2 separate regions of the Mus musculus genome follow, and region 2 is linked to region 1. The links are chromatin contacts, called in public HiCAR-type maps. All regions are on one chromosome and are shown on one strand. Each heading gives the region's core, a stretch centred on a gene start, on an enhancer-like site or on the middle of the called end of the contact. The rest is flanking DNA. Distances are from core to core; before and after follow the strand shown. Region 1 overlaps Gm32450 (a long non-coding RNA gene). Region 2 has its middle 25 kb from the start of Pde4d.

Evidence for each region. HiCAR-type assays count read pairs that join an accessible place to other places.
Region 2: a HiCAR-type map of kidney shows a contact between it and region 1, with 2.3 times the contacts expected there. The contact joins two enhancer-like sites. A contact is called at or near these places in 2 of 39 promoter capture datasets (the 3T3-L1 cell line and embryonic stem cells) and 1 of 115 datasets of contacts at active chromatin or transcription factors (kidney).

The regions. Positions count from the first base shown.
Region 1 is chr13:108,447,492-108,451,292 of GRCm38.p6, forward strand. Gm32450 (a long non-coding RNA gene) reads left to right here. Exons shown (of 6, transcript XR_873945.1): 6 at 1,172-1,406. Among named protein-coding and RNA genes, the nearest start is that of Gm32450, 12 kb to the left of the region's middle. Within about 2 kb of position 2,055, at least 47 of the 459 cell types and tissues checked have an H3K27ac peak or open chromatin away from gene starts, as enhancers often do. A contact at or near this core is called in kidney, where this site is marked.
Region 2 is chr13:108,627,039-108,631,166 of GRCm38.p6, forward strand. No RefSeq gene overlaps it. Among named protein-coding and RNA genes, the nearest start is that of Pde4d, 25 kb to the right of the region's middle. Within about 2 kb of position 1,628, at least 2 of the 459 cell types and tissues checked have an H3K27ac peak or open chromatin away from gene starts, as enhancers often do. A contact at or near this core is called in kidney, where this site is marked.

The DNA of each region.
Region 1 (3,801 bases), core at 805-3,304:
TTCCCAAGGTTTGACCCTGTGTGAGGCACTTTCTCCCTGCAGTGGAGGGGGCAGGAGCGGTTGGAGCTGGAAGCTTTAACCATTTCAGTTCCACTAGGCTGGAGCTGATGCTTTCCTGATGAAATCTAAGAGGTTGCCAACCAACATGCTGTTTGAGCGAATGCTTGAAGATACAGCTGCATGGAAATTCCCTTAGAAAAGGTATAGAAAAAAAATATAGCCAACATCAGAAACTATCAGGGGCCTGCAGATCACTACATATGAGTTGCTAGAATGGCTACCACATAAAACCAGGTAAGTGGTAGCAAATGTGGGCAAGGATACAGAGAAGAGTGAATCCTTGTATGCTATTGATGGGTAGGCTGATTGTTCATAAAGAAATGACCATTCAAACTACATGAGCCAGCAGCCTCTCTATCAAGTCATACATGCAATCAGTCGCTGCCCATGAGACTGATGCCTTCATGGCCACCACAGCATCACTCATCATAGGCAATAATCAAAGAAACTCAAATTCTGAATATATAAAAACAGTAGGAAAATGGGGAAAATGGAAAGACAAGGGACCGAAGAGTACAACTTTGAGTCTTGTGGAGGAAGAAAATGTAGCCAGTGTGCAGCATAAAGACTAGAGTTAATAGCCTTACTTTATATCAGAAATTTGCCAAGAGAGATTTTATGTATTTTTACCAACACACACACACATACACACACACACACACACACACACACACACACACACACACACAGGCACACTGTTGTGAGATGGAGGGGTATATCAATTTACTTGGTTGTAGCAATCATTTTACTATGTATATATGAGTCAAAAAACCATTTTGTATACATACAATAAAAAGAAAATAAATGGCAAATCCCTATTCCTTTTTGGAGATAGATTCTCTCTCCATCCCCCTTATATGTAGAAACCCTGGAGTTGCCTGGCCTACTCCCAGTCTGTTTCCCAGGTTTTCAGGATACTTTCTTCAGTGAGAACAGCTTGGTTTATTGGTTAGCATGGGCAATATCACAAGTGTTTAACTTCTGTTTCAGAAGGCAAACACGGATGTGTTTACATTGCCCTTTACGAGTTTTCCCACTGGCAAAGCCTTTGGCACGGAACAGGAGAAATGCTAAACAGAATAAATTCCAGCCCGAAGTTCCTTTTCCGCAGATGCCTTTCGGGAAAAATTCTATGAAGTCTGATGACCTTGGAAACCACAGTCGTCATCGAGCAAAGTCCTCCAGGAGCATAGGTCGGTAGTGGGTCCCAAAGTCCCTATTTATGCTTGGAAGAGGAGTGCAGTAGGTAAGATTCTACCTTACAAAATGCGCTGTCACAATCCCTGAATCATTTACATTTCATATGTTACCCCCTTTTGCGGTTTCCCCTCCACAAACCCCCATCCCCTCCCCCTCCCCCTGCTCTATGAGGGTGCTCCTCCACTTTGTTTTAATCACTAAGCCAAAACGACTAGGTCTCACTTCTAAAATGGGTGGTCTTGATTATAAATAAAAATTTGCTAAGGTAAAAATACTGCAGCTGGATTTTGCTTTTAAACATGTGTATATATATGTGTGTGTGTGTGTGTGTGTGTGTGTATACACCACACACACACACACACACACAATATTTAACCTCTAGTAGCAAGAGGTGCAGAGATAAGAAATCCGACAGAGTTAATTTATCAGGCACTATATATAACAGCAGGAAAGCTTCACTTCCAAAAGTATTTTACTTAGGCATCTTTCTTGTTGAAATCTTAAAAGCTGCCCACGTCATTTGATTCCCCACAGCAGGTTATTTCAAGCTCAAGCTGCCGTGTCTCTCCCCTCCCCTGGATCTTCTCTCCATCAGTGAGGTTTGAGCTCCTCTCCTTTGCCAACTAGACGTGTTTAAAAGAAAGTCACTTGAGTCTTATGCTGTCCCTTGGTAAAATTAGGGACATGGAGTAAGAAGGGACCGGTCCACTTGGAGTCCCGGAGTAACGGGGCTCACAGATTCTGAAGTTAATCAGCAGCTAAACGTGACATTGAGAGTAACCTGAGCCAGGCTGTTCTCCCCACCCCTGAGGGACAAGGAGCTGTGGTGAGCAAGCACATTCAGTGCTCACATTGTTACCACATGATCAGGGGAAGAAATATGTATCTTTCAGGAGCTAAATAAAACTCTTTTCAGAGTTCCCATTGCATCCAACATTTTTTTCTTCTTCTTCTGCACAGGACTAAATTTATTTCACAATTCCAAATAGCATTAGAAGAAGGCACAGGATTCTTGTGACTGTGCAAATGCTGCAGCTTTTCCTTCAGAGTGAGTTAAGCATCTCTAACACACTCTCCAGGTCACCATATGACTGCGAGCATGTGGCCCTCCTCGGCCAGGAAGCCATTTAGAACAAACTTACTTATCTGCTTTGGCCAGGCTGGGCTTACTTCCCTCTGTAGCAACTCCTTTCTCTGGAGTCCTCTCTTCTGACATCTGACTGAGGAGCTGGGGGCCTCCTCACCTCCCTGCCTGGATGAATTCTTTGATTTGGACTGGACAGCTTCAAACAGCATGGGATCTACTTTCTCCATAAGGTATGGGGCAAAATTCTGTTGATAGGAGCAGGGTGGTAATGGTAGCAGTGAGTGGAACACTAGCAGCAAAAATAAAAACGATGCTTTCTGATGATACTAGTAGCTAGCATTTGTTTAAGTTTCTTCTTCTTATTATTATTTTTTAAAGGATTTAATTTCATTATATCTTTGTGACTCTTGGTAGCAACCCTTGGGAATGGGTGTTAGAATTCGTCATGCAGGTTTCCAGAAAGGGAAACTGAGGCTTGGAGAGGGTCCTAAAACTTGTTCAAAATGGTAGTTTACAAGAGCCAGGATTTAAATCTAGACTGTTGGTCTTCCATAAGCCACATGTCTACCCACTGGTGGTGAAAAGTGTACCTGTGTGCATTGCAGTGTTGCTGCTATCTGTATCTGACCCTCCTTCCTCATGAAAAAAGCAGGCTGTGTTTTCATCTGTCCTCTTATAGCACGTGTGAACTATAAGGCAGGCTGAATAAAGGTAGCAATGTGCAAACCCCAAGGAAGAACAAATCCTTCCAAATAACTGCTAACCAGGATGATAGTATAATTTGTAACTGATATGGTTATCTTAATTAGAATGCAGTCTGGTTCTTCACAGCCCAGTCAGAGAGTTCATTTGACAGGCGAGTGCAGCGATAGCTAAGGTCTTTCGTTATTATTATTGTTGTTGTTGCTATTTATACAGCACGTGTGCACACACATACACTTGTGCCAGAGACTGCCAGTGCACATATACCTCAGCATGAGTGTGAAAGTCGGGGACAACCTTAGGTGTTGGTCCTTCCCCTTGTTGGAGACAGGGGACAGGTGTCTTGGTTGTTTATCTACAACATGAGTTTCCAGGAATTTTCAGAGAGAGAGTGACGGTCTCTAGCTGTCACTTCCTCAGAGGAGCACTAAGAAGATCACAGACCCTTGCACTGCTTTTTCGTGAGTTTGGGGAATCCAAACTCAGGTCTTTGAAGATCATGTGGCAAAAACTTTTACCCACTAAGCCATCTCCCCAGTTCCAGGTATAAAGTTTAAAGGTTTTGCTTAAGTTTTCCTCTTTGTCACGTCCTGTTACATTTCTAAGTACTTCAGTTGACAAGTAGAAATTCTAAATGAGACAGATCTAGATCACCCTTTTAGATGTTATATAAGGAGGTGATAAAGACCTTGGAGTGATTCTCAGAAAGGTAGCCAACCTCCCAGAGTTGCCATATTTTGATATATGAATTG
Region 2 (4,128 bases), core at 378-2,877, 180 kb after region 1:
GAAGTTGCCTGTGTGGGGACAGAAGTTGGTGACCTTGCAGAACCTGTAAGTAAGCCTGGAGGCAGAGGGGGTAATATCCTCCTTCTTTGTAAGGTTGTCTGGTAGGGTTCACTGTGAAGGCAGCTCTGTGTCTTGCACACAAGGACCCTCAATTTGAGAAGCAAAAATGTAGTCATGAAATATCTTTGAGTACTTAATGCCCAACGTTTATTCTCAGGGCTTCCTGACAGGGTCTTTACGTGTTAGAGTCTCTGCAATGGAATGGGTGCCAATCAAAAGGCATATAACTGGAGAAGCTGAAGCAGGGTGAACCAAATGGATTTGTGCCCAGTCTGTTGCTTGGGTGGGGGTGGAGAATTCCAAGTGGCAAGTGCAAAAGTCAATGTATTAGAGGGAAAATTTAAAAATTTTTCTCCAAATGTTTCTTTTTGGTTTATCTTTGTTTACCAGATTAACTACAGACTTGTATTATTTGTCTCTTACGATGTTTTGATTAGGTGTTTTGGGTTTGTTTTGGCTTTTGTTGTTTTCCTGTCAACTTGACCCAAGGCAGAATTACCCTACAAGATAAAACCACAGTTGAGAAAATGCCTCCTCCATCAGATTGACCTGTGGGGAAAAAGATGTTTTCTTGATCAATGATTGATATGGGAAGGCCCAGCCCAGTGTGGGTGGTGCCACCCACTCCTGGACAGCTAGCACTGGGCTATGTAAAAAACAAACTGCGCAAACCATAAGGAGTATACGAGTCAGCTAGATGTTTCTCTGTGGTCTCTCCATCAGCTCTGGACTCCAGATTTCCTGCTATGACTTCCCTTCACGATGAAAGATGAAATAAACGCTTTCCTCCCTGAGTTGCTTTTGGTCACAGTGTTGATCAGAGTGGTAGAAAGCAAAGTAAGACACTCTCGACATGTAGACAGTACAGAAATTATTTGAGGGTTTTTAGTTTTTTGCTCTTCTCGGCTTTGGGCTTGTTGCTGGAGATCCAGCAAGCAGGTGGTGACCTGTCAAGGGTCACACTCTGGTGGCTTGGTCATATAGACAGTGAGTACTACAGTGTTTGATAAGGGAGAGAGAAAGAATGGGAAAGGTGGGCGTGTCCCACCGGGTGCTGAGAATGAAGAGGGGCTTTGAGACAGGGCAATATGAGAGTGCTCTATCATGTGTCAAAATGATGGCGCACTCCAGCTAGACATAGATGGGGTTGGGTGGTGGGTGACGACTCTGGGAAATAACGACAGTAAATTCCAAACAGTACTATTTGGCATTAAGGCATTTTGGTAGATGGGAAGCACCAGAGAACAGAAATATTAGATCAGAAATTCTAACCAATTATTGTGATGAAAGCAGGGTACCACAGAGGCATTCACCCTTACCTAAAGCCTGTGTGAGCCTTAGGAGGATTTTGTGGCAGATACTCGGAATATTCCCTTGGCAGTCACTGTTCTTTCAGAAGGTGACAGCTAAATGTTACCTCAACTACAGGGACAAAGAACTATACATTAAGGCAGGTCTGAGACACCAGGAGTTGACACCTGGGGAGCAGCCCTCTAGGAGGGAGTGATCCATGGTTGAGTCTTTGCTTGGTATGGTCTGAATGACCCTAAGGGATTGAGTTCCACTGCGCACAAGAGTTATTCAATCATTTACACACTAGTCCTGGCTTCCCTCCTAGCTCTGCCATGCTTCCACAGCCCTGGCATTTCTCTCCTGGAATTGCTTCTCCAAAAATACTTGCTGTCGAATGATTAACTCTGGATCTAGTTTTGGTGAAACAGGTTTTGGCTGCCAGGGGGAACACAGCAAGATAGTGCCAGACTCAAGAGCAATTCCAAAGTGTGTAGAAATGACCAATCTGAGTGTAATCTGAATAGAAGGAAAGGAATCTTAGATTGCTCAAGGTATATGGTATTTGGGGGTGGGGGTGGGGGTGTCTGAGAACCGACTATATAAAGAATGGAGAAGGTTAATAGGGCTTTTGGTGAAATATGAGGGATTTGGATCTGTGATCCTTTGGGGAGGTAGTAATGCGGATTTCAGGGGACAGGCTAGTTTGGGGGCCACACTGGAAGCTGAGTCTCAGTCCACAGAATTCAGAGTAGCTGTGGGGATGGGTGTGCTCGCTCAGATGCTGAACGGGAGAAAGAACCCCACAGGGACTTTGCAATGGGATAAAGTTAGACTTATAAGGCAGAACCTGCCAAAGGGAAGTGTGGTTGGTCTGGAAGACTGGCTAAGGGCACATAGGAGAGAAACCCGATAGAGAGAGACTTGTGTCAGGAGTGGGAGGAGGCAAGCAGCAGGAAGCTGCCTCAAGGCTTTCATTGGGAGAATCTTAGCTGCTGTCCTGTTAATTTGGACCAATTAGCTGCCTCTTATGAGGCTATGCCAGTGTATGGCAAATACAGAAGTGGATGCTCATTGTCATCTATTGGATGGATCACAGGGCCCCCAATGGAGGAGCTAGAGAAAGTACCCAAGGAGCTGAAGGGGTCTGCAACCATATAGGTGGAACAACAATATGAACTAACCAGTACCCCCAGAGCTCGTGTCTCTAGCTGCATATGTATCACAAGATGGCCTAGTCGGCCATCTCTGGGAGGAGAGGCCCCTTGGTATTGCAAACTTTATATGCCCCAGCACAGGGGAACGCCAGGGCCAAGAAGTGGGAGTGGGTGGGTAGGGGAGCAGGGCACGGGGAGGGTATAGGGGACTTTCGGGATAGCATTTGAAATGTAAATGAAGAAAATATCTAATAAAAATTTGAGAAAAAAAAAGAAATATAGGAGTGTCTCTCCCACTTAAAAAGTTTCATTACTTGAAAACAGATGAACCAAGCGTTGCTTAGGAGAGGGATTGTTCTAATGGCTAGATAAGAGTAATTTCTAATTATAGATAAGCATGACTTGGTTGGCACACTAAAGAATGCTGCCCTCCATTTAGAAGATTTGTGTGAAATTGGATACTTAAAAAGCCTTTAGATTTACTCTAGTCATTGTATAAGAATTTTCTTTCCAAGCTTTTGTTGTTGGTGTTGCTCATTTTTATTTCTGTTTTAATTAGCACATATTTTAATTTTATGTTGCCCAAAAAATAAGGTTTAATCTCATGCCTGATGGTCCTATTACTTTTGAATAGCAATTTTACTTTCTATAGTCTACTTAGTGTGATTTTGCAGGGGTGGGGGCGGGGAGCAGGCGGAATGGAGGCAGGAAGATCTATGTCAAGAGTTGATTTTAGTTGACTAGTATCATGACTTCCACAGCTTATTCTTTAAGATTCTTACTTCTCTGTGCCCAAGGTTCTTCACTCGTAAAATGGAGATAATAATATAACCTCGGTGGGTTATTGTAGTACGATACAGGTTAATTTATATAACGTGATTAAAACTTACCTGCCAAAGAGTCTTAATAATTATGTTATTTCCTTATATATCATTGCTTTAATATTACATGTGTTCGGTTTTTTTTTATTTCTATTTATTACTCCTTACTATTATTGAAATCAAAGAGACAGCTAATACTGGAATACTGACTGAAGTAGAAAAATGGTTAGTAGTCCAACTGTTTGTTAGTGGGTTTTTTTTTCTTACATTTATCACTTGTTAATGCTACTGAAAAAGGAGAAACACTTTGTTGTAAAGGAAAACTGATTCAACCACTAAACAGAAGACCAGACATTGTCTCTCAGTTCCTCTGTCAACCATGTGGGACTGGGCAGGTCCACTCATTTTGAATTCACTTTTCTCGATTTTAACATGTGGAGGTGGGAAGAGCAAATCTTTTGAGTCCAGGCTTTTTTTGAACGTTGTGAAAAACTCTTTTTTTTTTTATTCTTTGAGTACTGGTTTAAACAGCACTCTTAACCATAGCATGTTTTTCCCTAAGGGAAAGATAAATGTTCAAAGAAGAGAAATTGGAAAACATTTCCATTAGGCAAATAGTTTCTGGAAAGTACAACAAATGATCTGGTTTATTTTTATATAATTTGTTTCGTGGGCTCAAACACATAAATCAGCTGCTTGTGTTATATCCAGATCTCTTGTCTTTCCTTTCTTCAGAGTATTTATAGTTGGAACAAATCCATCTCCTTTACCTCCCTCTCCTCCTTCTTCTGTTGTGGATT